Linked DNA regions of Mus musculus: region 1 is linked to region 2. The links are chromatin contacts, called in public promoter capture Hi-C maps. All regions are on one chromosome and are shown on one strand. Each heading gives the region's core, a stretch centred on a gene start, on an enhancer-like site or on the middle of the called end of the contact. The rest is flanking DNA. Distances are from core to core; before and after follow the strand shown.

The links. Promoter capture Hi-C pulls out the DNA fragments that hold promoters and counts their contacts.
Region 1: a promoter capture Hi-C map of liver shows a contact between it and region 2, with 2.6 times the contacts expected there. The contact joins the promoter of 6430571L13Rik here to the enhancer-like site in region 2. A contact is called at or near these places in 2 of 39 promoter capture datasets (hippocampal neurons and liver), 3 of 115 datasets of contacts at active chromatin or transcription factors (bone marrow-derived macrophages, pro-B cells and thymic regulatory T cells) and 1 of 9 other capture datasets (liver).

What each region holds. Positions count from the first base shown.
Region 1 is chr9:107,339,235-107,343,840 of GRCm38.p6, reverse strand. 6430571L13Rik (RIKEN cDNA 6430571L13 gene) reads right to left here and starts at 3,201. Exons shown (of 6, transcript NM_175486.3): 1 at 3,053-3,201; 2 at 2,424-2,530; 3 at 1,252-1,634. The coding sequence starts at 1,491. It also overlaps a transcript of Hemk1 not described here.
Region 2 is chr9:106,755,222-106,759,901 of GRCm38.p6, reverse strand. All of the region lies in intron 1 of Rad54l2 (RAD54 like 2 (S. cerevisiae)), which reads left to right. Among named protein-coding and RNA genes, the nearest start is that of Rad54l2, 32 kb to the left of the region's middle. Within about 2 kb of position 3,286, at least 6 of the 459 cell types and tissues checked have an H3K27ac peak or open chromatin away from gene starts, as enhancers often do. A contact at or near this core is called in liver, where this site is marked.

The DNA.
Region 1 (4,606 bases), core at 1,952-4,451, 580 kb before region 2:
GTGCCAAGGGCAAGCGAGAGCTTTTTACCTTCCTCCTGCCCCAGGAAAGCTCTCCTCCCTGGCCTCCCTCTGCCTGTCACATACCCTAGTCCTACTTGCTGGCCAGCAGTTGTTCCCTGGCAGCTGTCCCAAGCCTGAAGGGCCCATATGGCAACCCTAGTTTAACACCGGCTCTAGCCAGGCCATGGATGGCTATCCCTGCCCTGCTTTTTGTTTTTCTTATTGTTGTTGTTTGGTTGGATGGTTAGTTTTGTGTGTGCTGCTTGTTTGTTTCCTTGCTTGCTTCTAGTCCAGTGCTTAAGATTGAATTTAGGACTTTGTGCCTGCCATGCATGCACCTGGCTACTGATCTGTATCACCAGTCCCGTCCCCCACCCCCCGCCCCCATCCAGCCCTGTTTGTCAGATCCACATGCTCCTGAGCTCAAAGCTGCCATCATTGCTTGTAAAGGACAATGGGCAGAGTGCCATTGTTACCAGCCCCTCGGAGGGGCTTCGGGTGCACCTCAGTTTCCTTAGTCTTAACTTTATAATCTCTAGTGACTCTTTGGCGACATTCTCTGTGTCTGTCACTGTTGAAGGATACTAACAGGGTTCTTTGGGCTCACCTCTGTTCTGATGGCTGCCTGCCCCTGCCCTTTCTCACGACAGTGAGTTCAGGCTCCTACCTGGAGCTCTAAAGTTTCTTCCCAGCTGTCTCTGATAAAAACCCCTTGCCTATTAATTCATTGTTCATCAGAAACACAAGTCAGGACCTCTTCTCTCCCAGCCCTGTCGTGTCCTAAGGGTAAAGGAAGACAGTCAATAACTGCCAAGTAAATGTGTAAATTAACAGCTAACAGCCTCCCACCCAGGTTCTGCATCCCACATAATAGCCCAACTAACTCTGGCCTCTGCTGCTATTGAAACTCCCACACTCCTCTGCTTCACTGCCCTGCTTGCTGCTCACAGAAAACCCCTACCTGCTTCAAACATCTTCCTCTCAAGACCCTGTGTCTGGACCCCTCCCCAACTCCAGTCTTATAAGCCCCAGTCCCAAAGCGCCATGTGCCATTCATGTGTCATTGCTGGTTCTTCCAAGTTAGAACTGCTTATCTGGGCCCCCCAGTAAATAAATCTTAGGTGTGGGTGGGAGGGAATTGAATTATCATTAATAGACATTCTAATTAGCTTGTCTATAAGTCTAAACACTAGTCACCCTCCCCACAAAGGACAGCCTTCCAGACCTTCTTCAGCTTGCCCCGGCTCTCACCATGGCCACAGCCAGGCCAATCACTGTGATGATCCCAAAAGACAGAAGCATGGTGCCCACACCAGCTGCACCACCTGCCACATCAGGGATTCTGGTGTCATTGAAGCTTGTGGTTTCTGGGCTGAGGGTGGCGGTCTCGGTGGTAGAGCCTTCAGCGGCGGTGGCGGGCTCCAAGTCAGGCTCAGTGGTGGGCAGGTGGCTGCTGAACCAGCTCTGAGTAGCTGGGACCCTGGAGTTCATGCTGACACTGGGAGACTGCCAGGGCTCAGTCAACTTGCCCACCGACTTCTGACCTTAGGAGTGTCCAAGGCTGTCGTTCCCGCCACCGTGATGACCACTGGCACAGCAGAACCCTTACCAGGAGACCCCTGCCTCTCTCGGTTCTAGAAAGGCAAGAATAAAAGTAGAGGTTACAGCTAGGGGCATGTCTGTGAGATCAAGTCCCTCTAGAATCTGAAGGCACTGAGGACATAAAGGTTTCAAGACAGAGCTAAGTCAAGTTTATGGGGTATTAGGACATGGGCTTCTGTAGGGACATAGGGACAGGAAAGCAAAGCCCTGTCACCCCTGTACGATGACTATAGTGATTATAATTGGAAGATGGGAGAAGATGCAGGAGGCCTGGAAAAAGTCCACCAATTATCTCTGTAATTGCTACTTCTCCTACTCCTACCTCCTCACTCTCTGCACCCCACATCCCTCCTTCTGCTTGGGAAACACTTGCCCAAGACTCAGACACACCTGATATAACCTCAGGCAAGTCACCCCTCTTCTCTGTGTCTAGTTTTTCTCAAAGTGGGAAATATTACGAACAACCCCATGGTGTTGTAGGGTTAATGGTATATCAGAATGAACCAGTCCCCAGTGGGGTGTGGAGGGAAGAACTTAGATGAGCACAGAAGGCATCCAATAAATGTTCCAAATCCCCATCACTACCACCAACAACCCAGGAGGAGTTAGACACAGCAGTCCCTGGTCCTAGTCAGCTGTGAGACCCATGCTATGGTTGGGACTAGGATGGGGCTGGTGTAGAGACACCAAGAGGCAGGAAGGGTAGACCGAGCTAGATCTTCTGGCAAGGAAGTTGGCAGGGGTGATCCTTGGGCTACCTCCTTTACTCGTAGATGTAAGGCACGGAGTTACATCTTCAGAGGCACTGATGAAATACTCACTTTGAAACACCTATTTCCCTCCGGAGGATGGAAGATCACCCAGCCTCTGTGGGTCTTGGGTAAAGCAGAGTGGGAATGAGTCCTAGCAGTGCTGCAGAGGGGCAGACCTAGAAAGAGAAAGAATTTCTAGCCTATGGCTACATATATGTTTCTCTGTGCGTCTCATAGGTGTACATGGGATGCCTCCTCTTGCAGGTGTGCACATACGTATGAGCGGTGTGCACATATCGTTCATGGTCCCTTAGGAAGGAGCAAAGCTGGCAGAGGGTCATGCATGGAGTAGACGCATTCCTTTCTGTCCTCTCCAGCTTGGCTCAGCAAGAAGTCTCAGGTTCTCTTCTGGGCTCTGTCACTGATCCCAGCCATGACCTTGGACCAGACCCTTAACTTGCTCTGAGTCTGTTTATTACTGGCAAAAAAAGGAGAGAAGCCACCCTGCCGAGTATTTTATTGGCTTGTCTCGGGGGTCCAAAGGGGAAGGGAAGAACACCGGGGTAAAAGTGGTGTGCACCGCGACCTCCAAGAAGCTATCGAGTCTCTTAGTCCTCCCTATCTCAATCCCCACGCCCGCCTCCACGACCCTGTGGTTTCTCCATTCTTGCTCAGAAGCAGCCGATCTCAGCACTTACTTAATCCTCTCCGGTGCGCCGAGCTCAGTCTGAGAAGCTAAGGTTGGTAGTGACCCGCAGGAGGCGTGGGCGGGGGAACACCCAGGCCCGGGCGTTGGGGGCGACAGGTCCCGACTCAAGGTCCGCCTTGCGTGCGCGCAGGATCAGCTAGTATTAGCCTGCGCTGGCTGACAACCTGAGCTGGGGTGGGCTGGGTCCGGACCACGGAGGGGGTGGGGCTGGGATGAGCAGCCTCGGGGGATCCCCAGGAGCCGGAGTGCCTTGCCTCCTGCCCCCCCCAGCGCCTCCGGACCCTGATTGGCTGCTTCGCCTAAAGCTCGATCAGCATTGGCTCACTCGCCTGTCGCTCAGATATAGCTCTGCTCCCAGCGGGAGCTTGGACCTGAAACCGGACAGCTAAAAGAGATTCTCTCTGAGAATACCTCTGACCCTGATGGCCTGCCGGAAGTTAGGCAGAGGACCGTAGGTAGCCAGGTCCTTTCTGGGTCAGAATTCTGACTCCTGGACACCTCCACCCGCACTGGGGCAGACTTGTAAGCCGCAAAAATCATAGGTACAGAGATTTGGTGAGAGCACCACCAGACCTGGAATATTTGAAACCTAAAATGAATTCAGTTTGATCTTCTATTGAATTTATGACCTTGAACAGCAAACTGCTTCTCTTCTTTTGTCTCAGTTTCCTGCCTATATAGGAACTCTGGTGTTTTGGAACAAGGGCGGTTTTTGGTAAGTGACTCCTGGAGACTTCAGTCCAGAGATGTTGAGATGGAATTATCTGTGTGATAGCCCACCTATTCCTCTCATAATAGTTTTCATCCACAGCAAAATTCATCTCAGGACAGAAGTACCGATTTCCTATACCCAAGAGCTGTATCCCCAACCATTTAAAACTACCCTCACCCCATCCCCTAAACAGACTGTGTGTAACCCAGGATGGCCCGATACTTATTATGTTGCCCAGGTTAGTCTTGAACCAAGGCAATCCTCCACCTCCTGGGTGCTTGGGTTTTAATTTTTAATTAATTAGTTTCATGTGTGAGGATGTTTTGTCTGCACACGTATCTGTACACTACATATGTGTCTGGTGTTCAAGGAAGCCAGAAGAGGGCATTGGATCCTCTGGTACTGGAGTTACAGACTGCTGTTAGCCTCCTTGTAGGTGCTCAAAATTGAACCTGGGTCCTTTGGAAAAGCAGCCAGTGCTCTTAACCACTGAGGCATTTCTCCAGACCCCCTTGTACTGGGACTTATAGGTGTGCACCAGTACACCCAACTCCCAGCCCCTCTCCCTTTTTACTCAAGTATTTTATTTTTTACTTTTTTGAAGCAGGATTTCATGTAGCCCAGTCTGGCCTTAAAAGATGAGTTTCTGGTTTCCCTGCCTCCACCTGCTGAAAACTAGGATTTATAAGTATTACCAAACCCCATTTGTGGGCATCAAACCCAGAGTTGTGTGACTGTTAGGTGAGCACATCAATTGAGCTACCCCGTGAACTATTTATTTTTGAATATTTTATGTTATTTCTTAAAATTATAAGTATGTATGTTTGGATG
Region 2 (4,680 bases), core at 2,037-4,536:
TTAGACACACCAGAAGAGGGCCTCGGATCCCATTACAGATGGTTGTGAGCCACAATGTAGTTGCTGAGAATTGAACTCAGGACCTCTACAAGAGCAGGTAATACTCTTAAGTGCTGAGCCATCTCTCTAGCCCTAATTAGTGGTTTCTTAAAAATTAGCTGTGGGCTGGGTAGTGGTGGCGCACGCCTTTAATCCTAGCATTTGAGAGGCAGAGGCAGGCGGATTTCTGAGTTCGAGGCCAGCCTGGTCTACAAAGTGAGTTCCAGGACAGCCAGGGCTACATAGAGAAACCCTGTCTCAAAAAAAAAAAGTTAGCTGTGGTATAGACACACTTGATGTGTGTCAAGTACCTTTCTTTATTTAGTTATGCAAAAATTACTGGTGTGTTTTGCACTTTGAATGACTTTGTAAACTGTGCGTAGTTTGACTTTGTGGCTGATTCCAAGCCTCTGGATCACCTTCTGAGAACTGCTGTTTTAGAATCAGGATGCTACCTTGAGGACTGATGTAGGTTCCTCTCTAGGCTGGAATAAGAAGGCTGGTTGAAGCTGAATGAGAACAGCCCTCCCAGAAGTCATGCAGCTGGTTTTCTTCAGAGCTGTGGCTCAGAATCTCACTGACTTTTATAAATATATCTCTAGTGTTTCTGCTGTGTTTGGTGACAATTTCTGGATATCACCCTTCTTCATTGCCTTTAGAGAATTAATTGTCTATCATGGCCCTGATACTGGGAGTCTTGAATGTATTTGTTTACCCATCTTTCTTATTTTCTTTTAAGATCCAAATTGTGAGAAATCTTACTCTGTTTCCAAGTGAAGTATGTCAAGAGTGTCAGTTTAGCTTTGTGGCTGCCATTTTTGTTCCCTCCCTCCCTCCTTCCCTCCCTTCCTTCCTTCCTTCCTTCCTTTTAAAAGATTTATTTATTTATTATGTATGTAAGTACACTCTATTTGTTTTCATACCCTCCAGAAGAGGGTATCTGATCTCATTACAGATGGTTGTGAGCCACCGTGCAGTTGCTGGGATTTGAACTCAGGACCTTCAGAAGAGCAGTTAGTGCTCTTAACTGCTGAGCCATCTCTCCAGCCCAGTGTGTTTTCAAGTAACTGATGTTCACTCAAAAGACTATTTAAGCTTAGCAGGAGTTTGAAATACACAGCAGGAGTGATCAGAACAGCATCATTGTCTTCTATGAAAAGGTGTGACTAGTGATCTATAGTGGGCTTTTAGCAGGCTGGACAGATTGCTATGACATGCGTAGACACACACCCCACCCCCCCACCCCCCACCCCGGTTTTTGAATTATGTGAATTCTTTGACTAGTGGGTTTTCTTGTGGAGTATTACTCAATGCGATAGACTGAATGTTCCCTTGTAAATTATTAAATCCAGGGTTAAGTTTATATTTTATATGTGTACATATATAGTTGTATGTGTATGATTTTATATATATAATCTTTTTATTGATTCTTTGTGAATTTCACATCATGTACCCCATCTCTCTATATTTGCCCTCTGCCCTTACAACCTTCATCCTCCAAAGGACAATAGGGCTGGAGAGACAGCTCAGCAGTTATGAGCACTGACTGCTCTTCTGAAGGTCCCGAGTTCAAATCCCAGCAACCACATGGTGACTCACACTCATCTGTAATGGGATCTGACGCCCTCTACTGGGGTATCTGAAGACAGCTATAGTGTACTTACACATAATAAATAAATAAATCTTTTAAAAAAACAATCAAACTAATTTTTAAAAACCCCATCTCACTGTGGAAGCTGTGGTGTATCATGCTTTGTCACATACCCTTTTGATTGAACAGTTTTACTTGAAATGAGTCATTGCTCAGCTTTGAGGCATCCTGGCTTCAGCTACACTATCCATACTGGATCCTCACCTGGACTCCTCTTAGATATCCTGCTGTTGTTCTGTGTCATCGAGATCCTGCAGCTTTGGTTCTGCAAGACTGGCCCCTTCATGAGCTCCAGCAGTTCACAGATGGGGGAGGTAGTGGGCCAACTCCAAGCCCACCTGTGCATGGGTGGCAGCTCTGGTGCTCATGCCACTTGGGCCAGGTCTTCAGCACTGCCCCAGTGAGAAGTGGGGCCACCTCACCCGAATGCTACAACCAGCAAGGGGTTGGGCCAGCTCTCCAATACCATGTCTCTGGCCATGTCACTGGGCCAGCTCAACCTTGCTGCATAGGTGAGGTGGGAGGCTATTCTCTGGACTGTTGCAGCTGTTGAGGGATGGGACTGACTCTTGGCCCTTGGACATTAACATGGTCCCAGGCAGAAGCTCAGACTAGTGACATTGACATGGTCTTTGGTGGTAACATGGGTCAAGAACATTGGCACGGATCCCCCACCAGACATGGCCCTCTGCAGCAGCCCGGGCCAGAGCCTCACCATGGCCTCAGAAAGCAGTGCAGGCTACTCACATCAGACTGTTCTCACTCACCACCCTTGAGTCTTTAGTTCCTCCTTTCTTCACCATGTATACATCATCCTGCTTCCTTCTCTCCCATCTCTCCACATTTACCTGCTCATCTTAGTGGTGGTACCTTGTCTGTCTGGATATCCTCTGTCCCCTATGCACTGTGCAGCGGCGCGCACAGGTCCTAGTATTTATGTTCTTAATGAAGTCAGATGCACGTGCTGTGGAATTTCTCTGAGGTCATTTGAGAAAATTTAATACTATTCAAAGTCTCCAGAGATAATGAGGTCATGCAATAAAAAGGATGCTCTTTCTAATTTAGGGTTTTGTTATATTCTAGCTTTTCTCAAATTTAGCAAATCTGCTTGTTCTACGTGCTGGAACTCTTCACCGGCCACCATGGCTAGTAGAAAGATTTCTTTCACTCAGACAGGAGCATGTGCTACCATTACTGTACACCTTTGAGCTGCCATGGACTATCTCAGCGACGGTGTGTGTATACACCTTTGTCTGGTTCTTTGATTTTTGTTTTGTTTTGTTTTTTTGTTTGTTTTTCCGAGACAGGGTTTCTCTGTGCAGCCCTGGCTGTCCTGGAACTCACTTTGTAGACCAGGCTGGCCTCGAATTCAGAAATCTGCCTGCCTCTGCCTCCCGAGTGCTGGGATTAAAGGCATGCACCACCACGCCCGGCTGGTTCTTTGATTTTAATGTGGGCTCTTCATCAGTGCTCTGCTTTGTTAACCGAGGCCTTGCATTCGAGTGTGTGCGTGTGCTTAGACGTAGGCATGGGACAGCATAGGCATGGGACAGCCTTGAGTGTTGTTTCGCAAGAATTATCCACTTTTTTTGAGACAGTGTTTCACTGGAATGAAACTCACCAAGCCAGCTGGGCTGCCTACAGAGTCCCAGGGTCTGTCTGCCTCTCTGGCACTGAGATTACAAATACTACCTACCACCTTGCTGGACGACATTTGTTGGTTTGTTTAAAATCAAGATTTCTGGGTATCAAACTCAGGTTCTGTGCTAGCAAGACAGACAAGCATTCTTTTCTGACTAAGCTCCCTCCCAGTTTCCCATTGTGACCTTTTGAAAATCAGCAGTAGTACCTCTGAAGTAGTTGGTGCAATTCTAAAGAGCTGAGAATAGTGTTCATTGTGTCACCTCTAACAAAAATTTAGTATGGAAGAATGGGTAAAAGAAAAATTGATATTCTCTGAGAATTCACTCACTTTCTATTGTATTCATAATGGTCTGGGTATAGTTTTTACTTTTAAAAGATCCACACATAATTGGACATAATTTGATATAATCATGCAATGTGTAATGATAGAATCAGGGAGTTAGCCTTTCCCCTTCTTTAAAAAAGTGTTCCTTCTTTGTACTGGGAGCTGTTGAGGTTCCTTTTTTCATCTTTTAGAAAAAAAATCGATGCTGAACTGTGAACTTTAATTACCGTACTGAACTGTAACACTTGCTCTCCATCTTTCCCCATGCGTCCTCCACCTTGGCTCTGATTTAGTGTCCTGCTTTTTTGCTGTTGCGCTGCTGCTGCTGCTGCTGCTGGTGAGGATGGTAATGGCAGTGATGACACAGGGTCTTGCTATGTACTCTTTGCTGGTCTGGAACTTAGGTAGACCAGGCTGGTGGCATCTCTTGTCTTATTATCATATGTAGTACTTGACTATTGAACTGTTGTTTGCTACTGTCAGGAGTGTGAGGGCTGAGGTGGTGTTTTGTTTCTTTTTGTTTGTTATTCAGACAGTCTCTCTTATGTAGCTCTGGTTATCTTGGAACTCAGAGTTCCACCTACCTTTCCTTGAGTGCTGGGATTAGAGGTGTGGGCCACATTACACCCAGCCTTTCTTCCTCCTCCTCCTCTTCCTCCTCCTCCTCCTCCTCTTCCTCTTCTCCTTCTCCTCCTCGTCGTCCTCGTCCTCCTCATCCTCCTCATCTTGTCCTCCTCCTCCTTTTGCTGATATTGGTTTAAATTAATGTTAAGTGAGGGTATGTTACTTGTTACTGTGATTGTTACTCTATTGCTATAAACCTTATTTCCTAGAATGACAACCATCTGGGTACCTAAAGGTACTAATTAGAAAGTTTGCCTAAAGCCAGTTGTGATGATTCATACCTAGAAACCCTGGGCTTGGGAGGTGAAGATATGAGGATCTGGAGTTCAAGGACGGCCTTGGCTACATTGCCAGTTGAAGACCTCCACCTCCCTGAACTACATGAGACCTTGTCTCC